Regions from separate parts of the Oncorhynchus kisutch genome. Here region 2 is linked to region 1. The links are chromatin contacts, called in public Hi-C maps. All regions are on one chromosome and are shown on one strand. Each heading gives the region's core, a stretch centred on a gene start, on an enhancer-like site or on the middle of the called end of the contact. The rest is flanking DNA. Distances are from core to core; before and after follow the strand shown.

Evidence for each region. Hi-C and Micro-C count contacts between places; a contact is called where the count stands out from the background.
Region 2: a Hi-C map of muscle shows a contact between it and region 1, with 7 times the contacts expected there. The contact joins the promoter of LOC109877844 here to the promoter of LOC109877826 in region 1. A contact is called at or near these places in 2 of 2 Hi-C or Micro-C datasets (liver and muscle).

What each region holds. Positions count from the first base shown.
Region 1 is chrLG23:5,542,392-5,548,588 of Okis_V2, forward strand. LOC109877826 (ornithine decarboxylase antizyme 2-like) reads right to left here and starts at 2,490. Exons shown (of 6, transcript XM_020470045.2): 1 at 2,241-2,490. The coding sequence starts at 2,371.
Region 2 is chrLG23:5,718,914-5,724,663 of Okis_V2, forward strand. LOC109877844 (transmembrane protein 38B) reads left to right here and starts at 2,005. Exons shown (of 6, transcript XM_020470072.2): 1 at 2,005-2,420. The coding sequence starts at 2,297.

The sequences.
Region 1 (6,197 bases), core at 1,240-3,739:
GCAATATGCTTTGTGGACTGTGCCAAACAGAGGCTGCTCTCCGGTTTTGTGTGTGGTTTCATTTACTCTACCACTGGGTCTTCTTATTGTCTCGGCCTTAGGCCTATATATCACGGTCACAAATTGTATTGGTCACATACATATATTTAGCAGTTATTGTGGGTGTAGCGAAATGCTTTATCACAACACATAGGATGTAATATGGCTTTAATTGTTTTCTCTGGGTTGATTTGAGCCACACACCACTACTGCATGTAGGCTATGTGAGTTCACCACCTCCCTTCATAATTGTGATACTCATCGAAAGGCGAGGTCGGTACAGGTGCATCAAAGCTGGGACCAAGAGACTGAAAAATAGCTTATATTAAATAGCCATCATTGCTGGCTTCCACCTGGTTACGCAACCCTGCACCTTAAGAGACTGCTGCCCTATATACATAGACTTGGAATCACTTGTTAACTTGAATGTTTACATACTGCTTTACTCATCTCATATATACTGTATTCTATTCTACTGTATTTTAGTCCATGCCACTCCGACATTGCTCAATCTATTATTTATATATTTCTTTATTCCATTCTTTTAGATGTGTGTATTGTGAAGAAACGACTGCACTGTTGGAGCTAGGAACACAATCATTTCGCTAAACCAGCAATATCTGCTAAATATGTGTATGTGACCAATAAAATTTGATATGGCTTCAGGGTGACATATTTTGCCCTATAACCTAAACAAATTGTATTATTGCAAGGCAAAACTACATCATGAATAAACATAATCCACCATGGATGTGATGGATAGCATTATATGGCACACGGCAGGTTGCCTAACGCCCTTCGAAGGGGACATCTGGAGGCTGCCTTGCATCAGGAGGGCACTAGTGATGGGTCATTCGCGAACGAACGACTCTTTTTGAACGGGTCTTTTTTGGTGAACGTTTAACCGAACCGCATCGGTGAAAGAGCCATTCATTTGGCTCCTTGACTGCAACTACTGCCGTGTGTTCTTTAAAAAAAACGAAGTTTTTCTGCAGATAAATTACAAAGTAATGATCTAAAGAGGGTGAACCCTCACCGCCTAAACAATAAATAGTGGGGAGAGTGTGTCAATCTGGTCCTCGCTAATTTTCTCTTTTCTTTTTTTGGGGGGTGGTGAAAGGTAACATTTAATTTGAACGCGCATTTCACGATCTGATAGCTTACCTTTTGGGCTATACGTTGGATATCTGTACTTTTTCCAGGGTTCTAGCTAGGTCCATTTTCAAGCATTTTGAACAAAGAGCCGTTTGGGAGCCGGCTCACCGAAAATACTCGGAATGCACCACGATGGGGAAAACGTGCACGACGAGGAATAACATGCCCAATCTAAACTGCGTATCTGCCCGTCAAAAAACTGCCAATGATCGCTACAAGTCAAACGTATAAATAGCATATACTACATGTAATAAGGAATTATTCCCACTTAGATATGCACCATTATTTAATTTATTCATAGGGGTTGGCTGATTAATTCAACAATATTTTGAGGGACGAATAGTATAACGGTATAACGTTACAATGTAACCGTAAAAGAGTTTGTGACGTCAAAAATGGAGGAATGACGTTGCGTCACTTGGGCCTTTTGATTAATAATCAATTGTGTTTGGAGAAAAGGTAACAATGGACGTGGATTCCGCGTGTTTCTTCCGTTTCAAGTTGCTCACCCATGAAACAAGCCATTCTAATGACCGTTTCATTTCGGGGCCTTTTAACTCGTTGACCTGCGAGTCAACAGTAGCTAGCTACCTGACGATGCTATGCTTTCAGGTGGCAAGCTAGTTACACAGCTAACGTTAACTCATCTAGCTGAACTACAAAACGACGTCATTGGCAACCATTGAAACAAATGGAAATAAAATGGTTGAGGTGTTCCGTTTAAAAAAAAAACGTGGTGATGGATATAGCTAGGCTTCCTAGAGGACCTTGATAATGTAGCTAGGTTTTAGCCTAGGGCTAGCTAGCTTAGGATAAGCTAATGGAGAGGACTAACCTTAAACAATAACGTTCTAATTCTTCACTCCAAATTAAAATGTAGGATATGTTTCATATATTACTTATCTAGCTAACCAGTTGTGGACAAATCAATATTTTACGTCATAAGAAATTAAATCTAAGGTTATATTAGTGGCTACTTCCTCGTCACTGAAAAAAAAAGCACCATCCCCCACTTCACTTCGCTATTTTCTCCCGTCTTCACTTACTTGCCAATCATGTCACAAATATTAACGTTACTACTTAAATCCGCCATTGTAGTACAGAACTGTGGTTTTCCTTCTTTCTCGCGAGCAAAGCAATGACTGTTTAAGATCCGCTGGAGGTTGGATTTTACCATCCGGCCTCGGAGAGAGACACGACTGGCTTCTGACTGCTCGCTGCAATGGTCGGCTGAGGAATAGAGCTTGATCACTTCTGAACTCCAGCTATGAGCTACGTAGGGGAAACAAGCGATACGTAGCTAGTTAGAGGTGAAGTTAGCTACATGGGGGCGTCTTCCGTGCAAGTGGAAAAATACCACGGCAAGTAAACTAACAAAGACAGGCAGACAGCAGGGTTGATGTTTGTCATCAAGGTGAGACGAGTTGAATGTGCAGTCTCCATGCAACATTATAATTAGCCTTTCAGTTACATTTCATTTGTTTGAAAGGTACAGCATCATTGATGGCTTGAACACAGTGGGTGAATAGGTGAATTATAACATGGCTTTATTCATATTATTGCCAATTTAATGTAATACAGTAGCTACATATTTCTATAGGTTTGCATATTGTTCCTTTAGCCTCCCCAGCAGTATAAAATACCACTTTGCCTCCCCTGCAATATAAAATACTACTTTACCATAACAAACTAGACATTTTGGCTAAAAACATTTTCTCTGTGAACCCAACAGTGGACTGGAGAGACTGCATACCTATGTTCTCGCTGAGCAGGTTAATGTCCTTGGGATGAGGATATAGCCTTGGATTGTTTATCTGGCTCTAAAAGGTGTCAATGTCAGTATGTTTGGTGGATAAGCTTTGAGAAGTAGCTATTTATCTTGGATGCTATTACCAGAGGCAAAGCAAGAATACGTCCCAAATGGCACCCTATTCCCTGGGTGTCATTTGGAACGTAACCCAAGACAAGTCAGTGCTTAAATTGACCCCAGTGACCTTTTTTTTTTTTTTACCTCGGAGTAAAACATAACATTCATACATAACTGTTGAAAGGCTGACAAAGCAACTGGCCTATACCTATTGCCTCATCCAATCTGGCCACTGCCATTATGATGTGTACTTACCGGTAGTCTTATATTGGTATGTGAAGCCTATGGAGACAAATGCAGCAACATTCACGCTTTAGGCTGATTCATTTCCTTTCATGTCTTTAGCCAGCCCCAAATCAAAATGCCAGACTATGCTTATCATATTAACCATGGCATGAACTGGGTACTGTCCCAAATGGCACCCTATTTCCTATATAGTGCACTACTTTTGACCAGAGCCCTATGGGCAGTGTGCACTATAAAGTGAATAGGGTGCAATGCCTAAAGTATTTCAGTTCATAATAGCCAACTTGTTGTGATGTTGAGCGGTCTGCTGCTTGCTCCAAGTAAGGGTAGCTGCAGCCCAATATGGTGACCGGAGTATGGGCGAGTGGGTGTGTCGAAAGTAGTGGGTGTATGGAATGCGAATCAGCTAATTGGTCAGATTTGTTGCCACTTTTCCATAACTAATATTGATCACCTTGATACATACAGTACCAGTCAAAACGTTGGACACACCTACTCATTCAAGTAGAAGGCCACTGTGTTCATCAAAACGTTGGACACACCTACTCATTCAAGTAGAAGGCCACTGTGTTCATCAAAACGTTGGACACACCTACTCATTCAAGTAGAAGGCCGCTGTGTTCATCAAAACGTTGGACACACCTACTCATTCAAGTAGAAGGCCACTGTGTTCATCAAAACGTTGGACACACCTACTCATTCAAGTAGAAGGCCACTGTGTTCATCAAAACGTTGGACACACCTACTCATTCAAGTAGAAGGCCACTGTGTTCATCAAAACATTGGACACACCTACTCATTCAAGTAGAAGGCCACTGTGTTCATCAAAACGTTGGACACACCTACTCATTCAAGTAGCAGGCCACTGTGTTCATCAAAACGTTGGACACACCTACTCATTCAAGTAGAAGGCCACTGTGTTCATCAAAACTATTAAATAACACAAATTGAATCATGTAGTAACCAAAAAAACTGTTTAACAAATCAAAATATATTTTAGATTCTTCAAAGTAGCCACCCTTTGCCTTGATGACAGCTTTGCACACTCTTGGCATTCTCTCAACCAGCTTCACATGGAATGCTTTTCCAACCGTCTTGAAGGAGTTCTTATTCTAAAATGGATTAAAATAATTCCTCATCAATCTACACACTATACCCCATAATGACAAAGCGAAAACAGGTTTTTAGAAATGTTTACTAATTTATTAAAAATAAAACGGAAAAACCTTATTTACATAAGGCCCTTTGCTATGAGACTCAATTGAGCTCAGGTGCATCCTGTTTCCATTGATCATTCTTGAGATGTTTCGACAACTTGATTGGAGTCCACCTGTGGTAAATTTAATTGATTGGACATGATTTGGAATTGCACACACCTGTCGATAAAAGGTCCCACAGTTGACAGTGCATGTCAGAGCAAAAACCAAGCCATCAGGTCGAATGAATTGTCAGTAGAGTGCCGAGACACGATTGTATCGAGGCACAAACCTGGTGACGGGTACCAAAAAATGTCTGTATAATTGAAGGTCCCCAAGAACACAGTGAACTCCATTCTTAAATGGAAGAGGTTTGGAACGTACAAGACTCTTCCTAGAGCCAGACTCCCGTCCAAACTGAGCAATCGGGGGATAAGGGCCTTGGTCAGGGAGGTAACCAAGATGGTCACTCTGACAGAGCTCCAGAGTTCCTCTGTGGAGATGGGAGAACCTTCCAGAAGGACAGCCATCTCTGCAGCACTCCATCAATCAGGCCTTTTATGGTAGAGTGGCCAGATACAAGCCACTCTTCAGTAAAAGGCACATGACAGCCCACTTGGAGTTTGCCAAAAGGCACCTAAAGGACTCTCAGACCATGAGAAACAAGATTCCCTGATCTGATAAAACCAAGATTGAACTATTTGGCCTGAATGCCAAGCGTCACGTCTGGAGAAAACCTGGCACCATCCCTACGGTGAAGCGTGGTGGTGGCAGTTTTTCAGCGGCATGGACAGGTAGACTAGTCAGGATCGAAGGAAAGATGAATGTAACAAAGTACAGACAAATCCTTGATGAAAACCTGCTCCAGAGCTCTCAGGACCTCCGACTGGGGCGACGGTTCATCTTCCAACAGGACAATGACCCAAAGCACACATCCAAGATAACACAGGAGTGGATTCGGGGCAAGTCTCTGAATGTTCTTGAGTTCTGGCCCAGCCAGAGCCCGAACTTAAACCCGATCGAACATCTCTAGAGAGACCTGAAAATAGCTGTTCAGTGGTTTAAAACATTTATTTAGTTTTACATTTATTTAATTAGATTTTTTTTTATTTTTAAAATCTCCCCCATCCAACCTGACAGCTTTTCAGCGTATCTTCAGAGAACAATGGGAGAAACTCCCCCAAATACTCCCAAAAGTCAGTTAAGAACAAATTCTTATTCACAATGACGGCCAAACCCTCCCCTAACCCAGATGGGCCAATTGTTCGCCGCCCCTATTGGACTCCCGATCACGGCCGGTTGTAATACAGCCCAGGATAGAACCAGGGTCTGTAGTGACGCCTCTAGCACTGCGATGCAGTGCCTTATATCGCTGCCTCATAACCCAAGAAGACTCGAGGCTGTAATCCCTGCCAAAAGGTGCTTCAACAAAGTACTGAGTAAAGGGTCTGAATACTTATGTAAATGTGATATTTCAGTTTTTTATTTGCTAAAATTTTAAACATGTTTTTGCTTTGTCATTGTGGGGTATTGCGTGTAGTTTGAGGGGGGGGGGGGGTCCATGTTAGAATAGGCTGTAACGTAACAATGTGGAAAAAGTGGAGGGGTCTGAATACTTTCTGAATACACTGTACATACATTCTACTACTCAATGGGCATTAAAGGCAACATCACCGGGACACAGTGCTCTTTGC
Region 2 (5,750 bases), core at 755-3,254, 180 kb after region 1:
ATGAGAAGGGTGTGAATAACTCACCACAGGTTAATGAGAAGGGTGTGAATAACTCACCACAGGTTAATGAGAAGGGTGTGAATAACTCACCACAGGTTAATGAGAAGGGTGTGAATAACTCACCACAGGTTAATGAGAAGGGTGTGAATAACTCACCACAGGTTAATGAGAAGGGTGTGAATAACTCACCACAGGTTAATGAGAAGGGTGTGAATAACTCACCACAGGTTAATGAGAAGGGTGTGAATAACTCACCACAGGTTAATGAGAAGGGTGTGAATAACTCACCACAGGTTAATGAGAAGGGTGTGAATAACTCACCACAGGTTAATGAGAAGGGTGTGAATAACTCACCACAGGTTAATGAGAAGGGTGTGAATAACTCACCACAGGTTAATGAGAAGGGTGTGCTTGAAAGGATGCACATAACTCTGCAATGTTGGGTTGTATTGGAGAGAGTCTCAGTCTTAAATCATTTTCCACACACAACCTGTGCCTGTATTTAGTTTGCATGCTAGTGAGGGCCGAGAATCCACTCTCACATAGGTACGTGGTTGCAAAGGTCGTCAGAGTCTTAAAATCGCAATTTGCCAAGCCAGGATACAGTGGCTTCTGATTAAATACAATTTTCACAGAACCACTTGTTGCAATTTTGATGAGGCTCTCTTGTTCAGATATCAGTAAGTGGACTGGAGGCAGGGCATGAAAGGGATAACAAATCAAGTTGTTTGTGTCATCCGGTTTGGGAAAGTACCTGTGTAATTGCTCACCTAACTCACTCAGGTGCTTCGCTATATCACATTTGACATTGTCCGTAAGCTTGAGTTCATGACATGATATGACATGCCATACTATTTTTGTCCAGACAGCATCAGATTCATGGTCTACACATACTGAGACAGAGGGGCGCTGTTTTGCTTGCTCAGATGCTTTATCTGAGATTGAGATGTGCCTTTCTGTGGGCACTTGTCTCGGTCAAATAAACAATGAATATTTCAATATTTTATTTGGACGAGCATGGAGGTAGAGCAGGGCGGGCCAGGCCCCATAACGCTGGCCCTGGGCAGCGCCATTGAGGACTTTCCCCATTTTGAAGTAGTCAACTGGGTGGGACCTCCTATGGGTTAAGGAAGGATCACATAATTCCATCCAGGTCACCAGGAGAGATTATCAGCCAACATAGCCGTGGGAAGTAGGGGTGCTGAGGGTGCTGCAGCATCCCATGAAAAATCATAATTAAAATAAAAAAGTTGTTTTTTAAAAGTCCTTCACTGGTCCTTTACTAGTCCTGTATAAAGGCCCGATATAGCCATCTGTAATCGTAGAACCCCCACCCCCAAACATCTTCCTGCAGGCTATGTCAGCCAATGAATTATACCTCTAAGCAAACGTTCCATAACTGCAGGTGGCAGCAAATCGCCAATCTTGGACTTATACCAGTTCAAGCAACATGCTCCAAGTGGCAGTGTGTACCCTTTCAGTTTGTTTGCCAATTTATAGATATAGAAGAAGAACATTTATTGAAAATGGAGGTGGGCTCCATGGCGCTGCCGTGCTCTCACAGGCGCCATAATGGGACAGATACAAAGATGCGATGTCTATCTAAGTCTATGGTTGAGCCCCCAACTTAAACTACAGTTCTTGTTCATGTTCATGAACTGCTCGATCATAAATAAACCTACACATAAAACATGCATCCCGTTTTTCTTTTTGACAGGTAGGCTTTCATACTGTAATGACTGATGCAAAGTTCAGCTACACAGTTGTTACACGCTACCTATGCACAATGTAAACAGTTGCATCGATAATAACCTGTGCATAACTGTACCTGCTGCTCATGTCATTACAAATACGTAAATAGTTGCAACTGTATGCTTGTGTGTGCGTCCACGCGCGTGCAGAAGTGCATTGCGAGAACCTGTCCTATAGCGTCACTCCGCGAGCCACACACGCACCTCTGATTGGCTCATCCTTCCACTTCTTGCCAATCAGAGAGCCCCGCTCGCTCAAACCGCCACACCGTTGACGGACCGACGAAGCCGGAATTCCGCATCCTGATGTCAATGGCCTTGCATTGGCTGTCCCTTGTCCATAGGGAGCCGTTGCTGACCGCTAATCAGGTGTTGCCAGTTTTGCGCTCGTCAGAACCAGCTGTTTCGATCTGAACTCTGAAGAACTCTGAAGACAAGACAGACTGCTACAGATGCTCGGAGTTGGACGACTGCCACTTATTTAAACACCTCGAAGATTAGAAGTAGAGAGCACTCAACTCGAGGGATTCCAGAGTAACAGAAATATGGATTTGTTTGGGGTTCTGAATTTGGACGAAGTGTCCCATGGACTGGCTGGTCTGTCTATGTTTCCATATTTTGACACGGCGCATTACGTTGTCTCAGTGATGGCACTGCGAGAACAGCCAGGTAAGCAAAGACCGTTCCAACGGCGGGTTGACATTGACCGGTCTAGTTCACCACAGTAGCCCAGCTATAACTGTTATAACGCTTGACTGTTTTGCCTCGTTACTTTCCATATTTTCATGACAATAAGGCGAGGCTTGAGTACTACACTTGTTGCTCCCTGGTGACAGATTTCAGCCTCGAGTTGCCGCCACACCAGACGTGTCAGTACGCGTTCGATTAAGCGTGTGAGAACGTGAAACTTGAGAGCGCGTTCCACACAATTCAACGTTTTTGGCCACGTTGAATGTTGACGTAGTCTACCGTTATGTTTTCATTTTCGAAATAACCACAGCTGGGTGGCATAATGATCTTAGGGAATGGATAACTGCTGCGGGATTCATTTGAGAATTGTCATCCCTCATATAACAAAAGTTACAAAGTTATGCATGAGTCCTAGCTAAATCTATTTGTTTTTATCTATTTGCCCAGTTGACTTTAACAAGGTCAAGTCATGCCGCTTTTGCACCTTTGAAGTTCATATAGTGGACAGTGATTGTACACACACACACACACACACACACACACACAATCCCTCTCCCACAAACATAGTGAGATTGTGTATTGCGCTGTATCAGGGCGTGTGGACTAATTATTTAAGATTAAAACTGTAGCCTGAACTGTATGTAACTGGAGATTTGCAGATATACGATTTTTGATACTCTGTGTTTGAGAAGGGAGGCGAAAGAGACCCATCAATAATTGAATGGGCCTCCTCTCTGTTTTGGCATCAATACTGCCTCAAGACTCACTGATGGAAAAACGTGACCCAAATGTAGATTATGATCTACAGTAGGCTATAAATGGATAATAACACAGAACGTGTGATTTAGAGAACACAAACAACTACTGTAGCCTATTCTTCATGAATCACGATAATGTTTTTTATGTTAAGTTTAAAGGTCAATGAAAGTAAATTAGTCAATGGCATGGCTGTATTGACGTCATAGAGATGTTATCTTAACATTTACAACAAACACATTATCACTGGCACTATCCATTGTGATATAGGTAGCAGCTATGCCAAGTCTGTTATATTTATGCCACTCTTATAGTGGCTCAGTTTAGAGACGGGTGGAGTTTTACAATTTCAATGTTGACCTTTTCCCCAAACAAACCAGACCTGGAGTTCAAAATAAAATAAACTACTCAAGCATTTACTCTAGTCTGTCTGGAGTGCCAGATGAATAGTTGCATTTTTGTGACTTTTCTATTGGTTCCATTGCGGCAGGCAAGCTCAATCAAGCCCAGATAAAGAATTTGAAATGATATCTAATAATACTTGAACCCAGGTCTGAAACAAACAGCAGGGTTAGAGCTAGTGTGGCTTCACTGACTTGTGTGGCATCTCATTCCCTCTGGCCTGTCAATACCTCAGCTGCTGCTGATCCTATAGGCTATGATCTGCATCCCAAATGGCACCATATTCCCTGCAAAATTTGGAATAGGGTGTCAATTGGGGTACAGTCTATATGTCCCACAGGCTTCCTGGGTGTGAGTAATGGAGGTGGTTGCCCTCGTGCAGTTTTCCTCTGCTGTCAACCTCCCAAAATATCACACGGTCACCCAACATGCACCAGTGGTCCTAATATAACCCCTCCCCTGGGTGTGTGGAGAATTTGTGTGTGTGACACGATATGGGCATAGCCTTGCCTGTATTATGATGGCTTCTACAACACAGAAAGCCATATTAGTGGAATCTACAGCCATATCAGTGATAAATTCTAGAACTTATGCCACAGAGAAGTTATTAGATTCTAAGTTCCAAATCCTATTTTCTCCCAGAAAGGAATGTTCCAAAAGAGCCTGTTCTTTTCCCCTCTGTCTTCCATCCTGTTCTGGCTGGCCTTCATTTTTAAACAGCACTGGATCTTGTCATGATTCCCACAAAGCACTCAGACTTGACATTTTTCATAGAAATAACTGGCACATTGTACATTTAGAGCTACTTGAAAAGCACCACTGATATGTAGATGGTGTTTATAATAAACACCAAGTATTTTTCATGAGCACTTGTCTTTATACAGTTATTTCAAGCTGTGTCCAAACAAACTTCACTGAGTGAGTTGTGCAAGAAGTGGGAGGTCTGTCTGCCATCTAAAATGGAAAAATGCAGCATTAGTTCATTGTGTGTACAGTCTGTAATCTAAAAAGAAGTGCCCCATCAAGTTCTCACAGAGGTGACCTAGCCCAGAGAGACAGACACAGAAAGACAAACGGACTGAACGAGAGAGAGAGAGAAGTCACTCCCGGACTCTGAGGATTCTGTGACGTAAAACTAGTCTCTCACAGCGACATACATCAGTGTTTTCTAAACGGGGTCTAGTAACAAACCGCAGCTCTATAGAAACCCAGTAAATGAACCCGGTAAACCGGAACAACAGAGAGACAGGGGTTACACCACATTCTGTTCCTTCCTGTTTGGAGAGAGTGCATGTGAAAAATCAGACTGGGGCCAACTCTACTCACCACAACAAACTACATAGCAGCACGACACCAGGATGTTGTCTTTGCTTTACCCATAACTATCCAAGGAGGCCAGCCTGACAGCGAGATCAGATTTGACTTGTAAATGCCCTCTGAATGCAAAATGTGCTAGTAACCAAGGTCTCTCGAGGCATGGTGGTCAGGGTGAAGTGTATAGTGTCTCCTGCACAACCTAAAAAAGCTAAACCTCTGCAGGGTTACTCTTTCTGCTGGTTTGCGACGAGAGATTGGATTCCAGCAAGCGTTCCTTTTTGGGGTGTAATTTGTCACACTGTACCTGTCCAAATGCAAAAGTAAAGGGGTCACAGAAATGTCACAATGGAAACATGGTAAACACCTCCTGTCTTTTATTGGGGCTGTATATTCAACAGGCAAATACTGTGATTCATGAAAGGAGAAGCACAGCACTTTACATGACGTAATTCAAATGTTTTAGGCAAAAACTCAACAACCCACACAATGAATATCCCTAGCTGGCAGCATAACCAGTTCACCCATTCTCAAGGGATTCTCAGTGTGCAAGGGATAGACGATTCAACGAGCTTCAATAATTACAGATATGCAGTAGAACGTATTAGTTGACACAACCGCTCTTGTTTACTTATGCTAAACGGGGGGAAGCAGCCTTCCTTAATTTTTGTTGCTTGGCTGGTTCTGCTCGCTCTGCTGCTTTTATAGCCCTCAAGGCATGACCTGCTTTTCAACTACAGGAAGCTCATCACAGCTAATTTCACACGCTGCTGCTGTATGTGGAGAAACACACTGCTCCAGTGTGTCCAACTCTATTTCTCTGCTGTCTGATCAGTT